Linked DNA regions of Triticum aestivum: region 1 is linked to region 2. The links are chromatin contacts, called in public Hi-C maps. All regions are on one chromosome and are shown on one strand. Each heading gives the region's core, a stretch centred on a gene start, on an enhancer-like site or on the middle of the called end of the contact. The rest is flanking DNA. Distances are from core to core; before and after follow the strand shown. Region 1 holds the start of LOC123186299. Region 2 has its middle 6.6 kb from the start of LOC123190690.

Evidence for each region. A called contact is a pair of places that touch in the nucleus more often than the background predicts.
Region 1: a contact with region 2 is called in a Hi-C map of leaf, with 4 times the contacts expected there. The contact joins the promoter of LOC123186299 here to the enhancer-like site in region 2. A contact is called at or near these places in 2 of 5 Hi-C or Micro-C datasets (both in leaf).

What each region holds. Positions count from the first base shown.
Region 1 is chr2A:733,769,389-733,774,086 of IWGSC CS RefSeq v2.1, forward strand. LOC123186299 reads left to right here and starts at 1,311. Exons shown (of 2, transcript XM_044598081.1): 1 at 1,311-1,540; 2 at 2,957-3,311. The coding sequence starts at 1,441. The coding sequence ends at 3,159.
Region 2 is chr2A:733,678,005-733,682,908 of IWGSC CS RefSeq v2.1, forward strand. No RefSeq gene overlaps it. Among protein-coding and RNA genes, the nearest start is that of LOC123190690, 6.6 kb to the right of the region's middle. Within about 2 kb of position 3,562, at least 2 of the 8 cell types and tissues checked have an H3K27ac peak or open chromatin away from gene starts, as enhancers often do. A contact at or near this core is called in leaf, where this site is marked.

The DNA of each region.
Region 1 (4,698 bases), core at 61-2,560, 89 kb after region 2:
CATGCCACATTGGATCCTTCCCGCAATGGCCCAGGAGAACCACTGTTACTTATGGAAAGGACTACGATTGATCCCCTATACTTGTGGGTCATCAGGGACTAAGACTTGATCAAGCCGGCTGAGATCCACGTGACCAATGTCCAAACAATACACGACGCTAGTCATGGCCTAAATGCACATTATTACCCCGCACTTTCCCGTAGGCTTGCGAGTGGATCAGAACTGCACTCAAGCCCTCCCCCCTCCCCCCCCCCCTCCCCGCGCACGCCTCGAGCACCTCCGAGCTTCGCAACCGGGCAACATATCAGGCATGATTCGTGCAACCACAAGGCACGTCCACATTTTTACCCGCACTAGCCCAGATTAGGCCGCTCGTACACTGTTGCCATGTCCCTAACCGCCGCAGCCTCAGTGAACCCCACTGCCACCCGTGCGTCAAGAGTCGTGGCAAGAGGAGGACACCCACTGCCCTTCTAGAAATCATCGGTGCCACACTTCCAAAGAAGGGCATGATGCCTGCCGGCAATGAAGGACACATAGTTGTAGGCTTGTAGCTGCCACCGCGGCACATCACATGCCACACCGGATCCTTCCCGGAATGGGCCAGGAGGACCGCCGCTACAAGTCAATGCCAATGTCTCTTTGTTGACCGAGGCACCCGCTATCAAATCTAAGAGCCACGTTCACACCACGGTCAAGGTTCGCTATTGTCGGCCACACCTTTGCCCGATGGTGGATGGGAAGAAGAGGGGCCATAGGGGTGGTGGCAGCTTAGGGTTGGGGGTACCACCCGAGTCACCCACTTGGGAACGATGCAAGCCTGCTTTTGTCACTAGCGCCGTTTCTTAGCCTCTGGATCTTTTTTTATATATGAAGCGTAATCAATGAGGAAATGACGAAACCGTCTCTTATTTTACGCATAGATCATTAATTGTCGTATTTTTCATCTAATTATATCTGCGCCGAATTCGGCTAAAAGTGGGATCTGCTACGATAGATACGCAACATATCTAAGAAAATGCATTAGAATAGCAGATATCCAATTCGGCTCCGAGAGCATTTGCGCGTATCAAAACTATTAAAAATATTTTTGCAAATATCAAAAACAATACAAAAGTCTAAATTTGGGAGGGGCATGCTTTAATCGGCCTGATTAATTGGCGAATGCAAGTTTTAATCTGTTCATAGGATGAGTCATGTGCCTCGAGGGGTCGTATTAGGAATGGGCGCCTGGCTCGCCGCCCGAGGCAACGTGTAGACTATCCAACGGGGATAGGTGGCAATATATCCCTGATCTTCCACGCATATTTTAGCAAGCCTTCCTGTTCTCTCCTCCTCGCCATCTCCCTCGCACTCTCCCTCTCCCTCTCTCTCCAGCAGAGACAGGGGAAATACAGTGCGTGAAGCCGGCGGCGACTGGACGGCGGCCGGCGGAGGTCGATGGATCGGTCCAAGGAGTGGTGGCAGAAGGCGGTGGTGGTGCCGGTGAGGCGCGCGTGGGTCGTCGTCGCCGCGCGCCTGCGTCGCAAGAAACAGCATGGTGAGTCAACTTACTTGATTAGTAATTGCTACCTTGGCATGTCCATATCTTCTGCTGATCTGCATCGAGTTGCACGGTTAAGCATCCATACATGATTGCTTGGATTGTGTATTACAAGCAGCAAAGCTTGATCCATATAGCATCTGCGATTCCCTGCGTAATCCGGTGCCGATCAAATCGATCCGCTAGTAGGATTGCAACGCGTGAAAGGTCAAAGGTTTGAAGATCAACACGCAGGTGTTCTTCGTCCCGACGCGCACACACGTGAGCGGGCGAGCGGGCGGGCGCCTGACGTCTGAACCGATGGTGCGTACTTGCACGCGCGATTAGGATGGCGCAGCAGCAGCTTATGAATCTCGACTCACGAGGCGTCCCTTGCGTGCGCGGCCGTCGTCTAGTTTCTGCGCACACAACCGGACAAGCCATGCAGTCCTCCGTATAAATATCGGCATGCAGCGCTGCAGGATAGATACATGCATGCATGCATGCATACACTACACATGCAAGCCTCTGCCTGGAAGTTTGTGGCATTAAATTGTTAAAAGAAGAACCGTTCTGGTGGGCAGGCACGTGGCCGCCGTGCATCTCATGCACGCGCACCACTGGACTCCATAGCCGACGACCATGCCGCACCTGCGCCTATCGTCGTAGTGGCATGGCAGACCTTGGTTTTCGTCTGTTTCTTCTTCGTACGCACCTCGTCGGGAAGGGGCGCCCGTATATCTAATCAGGCTTCACATGTATGGATGACGATGAGTTTGTCCAGGGGGGGAATGTTTGTTTCCTCTCTAGCAGTAAATGCCCATCTAGAGTAAAATAAAAGAGAGAGATTTAGTGTGAATTAATCATATCGATCCTGTTTCTTGGAGCATTTTCGTTTTTGCACATTGTATAGAGTGATTGTAGGAGAGTACGTTTTGTTGCGCCGCTAGTGCAATGCTTAGAATTCGTTTCTTATAGTTATGCACCGCTTGACACGTATGTCCTATTTGATCATCAGTTCAGGAGTAGGAATTGGTTGAAGCGGGTAGACATGGACGAATGGGTGCCGCACTGTTGGGCGGCAACTGCCACTTCCTCCGGGGCGTGCTTCGCCGTTCTTCAGTCCTTGTTGTCTCTTGGCCACTGGCCAAAAGAACTATCTGTACGTATGTAGTGCGTCACCATACGTGCATCACTAGCGATGGAATGGGTAGACAGATAAGAGATAGCAGATACGTACATACACAGTACGTAGCGTAGGGACCGGACGATGGAGGGAAAGCGGCGGCATGGTCAGCGACACCTGCTCGCCGCTGTGCATGCGCGCCATGGACGCACGCGCGCGGCGGAAGCCACCTGCGCATGGCGTGGGACTGACCGGATGTAGTGATGTATGTGTTGCTGACGACTGAAACTTCTTATTTGTTCATTCAGATGGCCGGGGCGGCGCGCTGGTGAAGCTCCACGACGACGTGCAGACGTGCGCGTACGAGGACGTGCAGGTCATGTGGGAGATGCTGCAGCGCTCCGAGACGGGGAAGATGATGGCCGGGGCGCCGCCGCCCAAGGGCTCCGCGCTCGTCTGGCTCGGCCCCCGCCGCCGCCACCACTCCATCGACCTCCGCCCCCGGTGCTGAGCGCCGGCCGCCGCAGCCTGTGTCATCGTCAGATAATGGAGAGAGTCAAGAGTCAGAGTCGCCCTGCTATATGCATATAGCTCCTTTGTCTCCTGCTTGATGTAAATATTTTGCAGTTAATTTCGGTCAAGAGATACCAGTCTCTTTTTATGCCTTCTGCGTCAGTCTCTCACCTAGCTTCAGAAGTTCAGAACCATTTCATCGTCGGTCCCAAATGGAGCAAAGCATTGGGAGAAATTCGCTGGCCAGCTTTCGCTCTCTGTCAGCGACTCTGCAAAGCAACAGAATATCCAGTTCAGTCGCTATGTGGCAAAAACAAATTGCCAAAAAAGAACGAAGTTTGACATTTTTGACTTAGCCGTCTTCAGTAGAGATGTACACCAGCATCTGAAACTGCAGGCATATACAGAGCGCATCATAAACCTCCAGGGAAAGTCTGAAACAGGAACAGAGCAGAGTGCCCTAAGAAGCAGAGTTCATTTGCATTTCACAGCTCGAAATTGCATCCAAATTTATTGAGCAGGGTACCTTTCATTTCACTTGTACTCCCTCCGTAAATAAATATAAGAGCTTTTAGATCACTAAAGTAGTGATCTAAAAGGTCTTATATTTGTTTACGGAGGGAGTAGTATCTATCCAGTGTGGAGAACACGAGAGTTAATCCAGTCCAGAGATGAACAATAGAACACGAGAGGTAATCCAGTCCAGCTGAGATGAAAAATGGTGGCAACTCCAGTCTTCAGGGCTAAAGGCAAGGCCGTGATGTCGAGGGAGAACAGCAGATGCATCCAGTGCTCTGCAACAGGTATTGATATTCCAACACATCCATGTCAGCACACCAGGGAAATAGCAAGTTCTCCATAAAAGGTTATCCATAGTTCCCTTACCATATTTAGAAACAACAGACCGCTTAAGCAACACATCCAGTAACACACAGGGTAGGTAGATTCATATCCAAATCTATCCTACAAAATATGAATAATACCATGACAGTGTGTACTACAGCAAAACGGGGAAACTTTGCAATAATAAAATAAAGCATGGAGAATTAGAACTAAGCGGAGAAAACACAATGTATTGATAATACCTTAAATAACCGTCAGAGCCTCAGATAAGCCGGAGGGCAATTTCCAGCTTCTCAAACACTGGTGCGTATTCGAGAAAAAAGTTGCAGCTTCTCAAAGTTGATAAGAAATCAGATACGTAAATAAAGGTTAGCACCAAATCCCCAACAGAGAGACGGAGAGGAATGCACTGATATCAATTATGTAAAGAGATGGATTCATCAAATCAATCTTGACAAATGTTTATGTCCAGAAAAGCTCATCTAAATATGTTCTTTATGATGTATCTGTGTGCTGGAGAATACTTGGGATATGAAACGATTGTAAATGGCAGCGATAGCTCACTGACGCAGACCACACAAGTGCACAGAGTTGACTGAATGGAACTTTTTCAAACGTTACATAGAGCAGAAGATAAAGTTCAGGCATCATACTCGCAGCATGCATCTATCAACACAGGAAATGCGGCCATTCA
Region 2 (4,904 bases), core at 2,312-4,811:
GCGTATCCGCGCCTCTCTGCCGCGGGCGGCGAGGAAGGGGCCGCGCTACGTCCCCGACAGCCCGCTTTGGGAGCCGTACTTCCGTCGCCGTCACGCCGAGCAGCTCGAGGCCACCAACGGCGTCGTGCCCTCCGGCAGGCTCAACTCCGAGGGGCGGCGCTAATGGTGGGGCGTGCCTGGTCGCATGCTGGAGGCCGTCCTCGAGTACATCGAGGGCGCCTACACGCCGAGGCTGGAGTACCCCTCCCCCCCGTCCTTCTCTCGTCGTTGTGGGATCTCGTGGACGCCGAGGCGCATGGACCCCGGAGCGTCCTCCTCCTCGTCCGGTCGGTCGACCGGCTCTCCCTGCCTCCGCCCCGTCAAGCCGGAGCCCCAGGACACACCCGTCAAGCCGGAGCCCCAGGACACGCCTGTCAACCGGCGCACCCGCAGCTCCGGTATCCGCATCACCGACTCCACCCCCGCTTTCGGGCGCCTCGTCCTCGTCGCGCCCAAACCGGAGCCCAGTCTCCCCCCGGAGTACGAGGAGATAGCCCGGCGCGGCTTCTCCAACGCGGGCGCCCTGCGGTGGGCGCGCGACGACTACCTCCGGACTGAGATGACCCGACAGACCCGGGCCCTGGAGGAGATCGCTGCCCGCAAGCATGGGCGCGAGGACGAGCACGGCGTCGTGATCCTCGATAGCGATGACGACGAGGACGCCGCCGGACCGTCCAACCCGCCGCGCCAACCGGGGGAGGGTTGCAGCAGGGACGGCGGCCATGACGACGACGACGACGACTACACGCGGTTCTACAGCCTCCTCGGCATGTAGAACTGCAAGGGCGGCAGCCAGCGAGGAGCGGCGAGACGAGCGAGACGGCGGGCGGGCCTAGTACTGTGTTTTTTTTTTGTAAAATACTTTAAATATGTATGAGTGAGCGTGTTTGTGTCGTGTTTGGTTGAATTTGGTTTGAAGTCGTCGAAATATGCATGAACTCGTCATGTTTGTGCCGTTCAAAAAAATCCTGTGGCCGCTGTGACTGGGTGGCATCACGCCTCAGCGCGCGTTTTGCGCCGGTGTGTCCCAGGAGGCAATTTTTTAGCGCCTCCTGGAGGCAACGACTGGAGATGCTCTAAGAAGTTGGTTGTGCGGTGGCAATTTTGATATCGACGGTGACAGTGGTGAGACCGATAGTTGACATGCACAAAGCGTCCGCAAAGATATTCCGTGAACCGCCCCCTCCCTCTCTCCAACGACGGGGGTCGAAAAGGGGTGCCACTACCACAGATCAGATTGGAGCAGTGAGGTCATCAACCTTCTTCAGGCGCTTTATTTAGTAAAGTGCTTTTGATGGATTACCAACTGCTTTAAGTGTCATCGGCTGCCATCCGTGCACTATACAGTAAACTATTTGTGTGGTCGAAACATAGGATGTGATCTGGTGCTTCTTTTCACTTGCTCCTTTCGTTCAGGTTGCCAGGCATGATCGCACGCCAATTTTCTGCTGTTCATTTACAGGGTAAAATACACACATATCGATCAAGGTATTATGCAAGCGCGAACAATCTATTAGTATACGAGTTCCTTTTGTCGACTTGCTTAGGTTGTGCAAGAGTAGATTGATCGTCGTGATGTTCACTCAATCGTTTGGTTCGGTCTCATGTATCACCATTGTTACTTTCTTCGTCTCAAAATAAATATCTCAACTTTAATATAACATTTATTTTGAGAGTGTACTAAAGTTGAAATTTTGAGACGGAGGGGGTATTGTTTTTCTAGCTTATAAGACCATCTCCAATAGCCAAGCGTCGCGCTTGAAAATTTAGTTTTTTTTGCGCGCTGGAAAATTTGGAAGGATATAATCGATGCCGACAACAAATTGGTGAGGCGCTATTTTGTGGATAATCCCGTGTACCCCGAGTCGTACTTCCGGCGCCGGTTTAGGATGAGCACCGAGTTGTTCAGGCGCATTACAGAGAAACTAGCAAGCCATGAACGGTTTTTTCAGCAAAGGAGGAATACCGCTGGAAAGCTCGGGCATAGCACCTTTCAGAAGGTGACAGCCGCTTTGCGTATGTTGGCATACATTTCGACTGATCTAGTTGATGACCACTTGGCCATGGGTGAGAGTCAAGCCATCATGTGTGTCAAGCGCTTCGCAGTCGGAATTGTGCAAGTGTTTGGCCTGGAGTATTTAAGATCTCCCAATGTTGAAGACTGTGCAAGGCTTTTGGAGATGAACAAAGCTCGCGGGTTCCCAGGTGTGCTTGGCTCAATAGATTGCATGCCTTGGAGTTGGAAAAACTGTCCTAAGGCATGACGTGGGCAATTCCACGGCCAAAAAAATGGTTTCACTATAATCCTTGAAGCGGTGGCCGATTAAGAGACTTGGATTTGGTATGTTTTTTGGAATGCCTGGATCTTTGAATGACATCAACGTTGTTAATCGGTCACCACTGATGAATAAAATTGCAAGTGGTGAACTGCCCCCGGTGCAGTTTGTAGCAAATGACCATACATACAACTATAACTACTATCTTGTGGATGGTATCTATCCGAAGTGGCAAACATTTGTGAAGACGTTGAAAAAACTGGAAGGTAAAAAAAATCTTGATTTCCACAATGCTCAGGCGGCGGCTAGGAAAGATGTGGAGAGAGCTTTGGAGATTTTGCAAGCCCAATTTGTCATTGTGAGAGGACCGGTTAGATTTTGGGATCAAAAGATGCTTTGGTATATCATGCACGCTTGTGTGATCATGCACAATATGATCATCGAGAATGAGCGTGGCCAAGATTTAGACTACTCTCCGTATGAGCTCTTGGGACATCCTGTGTGAGTGCGGCGGAGGGCTGCCAAGGTGGTTCGTTTTGTTGCCTCCTATCATTTCATTCGACGTGCCAAAACGCATGATGATCTTCAGAAGGATCTCATCGAGGAGTGGTGGGCATGAAATGACCGACAAAGAGCATCATGATTTTTTTGTTTGATTTTGTATTGTTGAACTATTTGTTGTATTGCAAGATAAACTATTTGTTTAAGTTGTAATAATAAAATTGAACTATTTATTGTTAATTTATTTTATTTGTGTTTGATCCTTTTGGTTGTGTTTGCATATGTTGTTTGTGTGAGAGCGCGCACGTGATTTTTTTGCAGCAGCTGCTGGAACGGCTCGCGCGCGCTAAACTTTACAGCAGCCGCCGGAGCAAGCGCTTCTCGCCGCGCAAAAACTCATGATCCACGCGCTGTAAACGCTTTTTTAGGGCGTCGCGCGTTGCGCGGCTGTTAGACATGCTTTAAGTGTCAACTTTTTGCGTGTTTAGAAAGGACACATACAGTGACAATTCCCTTGGAGATGATGCATCATCGCCCTTGCGAGATTCGAGATATCGGCCGGCACAACCTATCCATTCTGATGCTTCATCTTGGCAGTGCCCTACAGCTTCCGGCGAGAACGCGCTAGCTCCTGCTCACTCCCAGTGCCAGTGCCAGCCAACCACGCCGTGGCCGTGGAGACAGCATAGACCGGGAAAGGTTGGAAACGGTCAGCTCTCCTTCTACTCTTTCAAGCCGGCCGGCCGGCCGGCCACATGCGTGCTGCAGCCACGTGTCGATCCCTCCACCTTTTGCTCCGGCCGCCTCAACTCACAGCTAGACCACACAAACGTTCGTCGTCCATTTAATACGACCCCGTCCATTGCCCGCTGCCCGCTGCCCGGTCAGCGACCGGGTCAAACCTGCATCACAGCAGCAACCAAACGTTCGTTGGATCTTTCTTTGGTCCGTTGGATCTATTGCCGAGGAGTGGGTAGAAGTTGTACTGCCACTATTTTTATTTATTCTGTATATTAGTGTATATTAGGTTTGACTGAAGTCAACTTTCGGAAAGTTTGATCAAGTTTATAAAAAAACATAAACATTTACCATAACAAATCTATATGATGTGAAAGTACATTCAGTAATAAATCTAATGGTATTGATTTGTTATTGTATATGTTAATATTTTTGTTTATAAACTTTGTTAAAGTTTATAAACCTTGACTTTGACCAAAGCAAATACGCGGACTAAATAAAAACAGAGAAAATATTTGCTGAGAAGTGGGTATGGGCATCTCCACCATTGACCCGTAAATTGCTCAGGCATCCGTCCACGGACATGGATGCCGGAGCCAGCCATCCAACACCACCCGCATAAATTTTAAACACTTTTTAAACAAATCAGATAAAATTCATGCAAACACAGCGGATTTCATAGTCCCTCCGTCCGAAAATACTTGTCATCAAAATTGATAAAAAGTGATGTATCTAGAACTAAAATACGTCTAAATACATCCCCTTTTATTTATTTTGATGACAAGTATTTCCGGACGGAGGGAGTACAAACCAAATGAAAACATATACATTTTGGACATATTTTAACAAAATGGCAATATTGTGTGCACGCCCCGCCGCGCGGAGCTCCATTTCCGCGACACGGATACACTATACTAGTCTACAACCGGCCGCGGCGGTTCCCTTTGTCTTCAACCGGTGGTGAAGGGGTGCTCCTCCGTTCCCGTGAAGCCAAGGCAGGGGTCAACGATGGTCTATGCTAAACCGGGCAAGTCACCGACTGTGCAAGCCGGCAACGCGCCGGCAGTGGCTCTCCTAGGACCCAAGCGGCGGCGGCATCCCATGTTCTACTTTTCCTCAATGTTGACGGCGAACGTGGATGCACTAGCCATTGACTTGTCGATCTCCACGTAGCCGACTTCGTTCTCCACCAACCGGGCGCAGTTCCGCCAACGTTGACGATGGATGGCACGACGTCTGACCTCGTTCATGGAAGCCACGATGCCCGTTCCGCCGTGCTCCTCTGCGTGCCTGCCTGGAGAAACTCGCTACTCCTCCACGAGCTGGCTTGGAGCAGTGAGTTGCTGAACC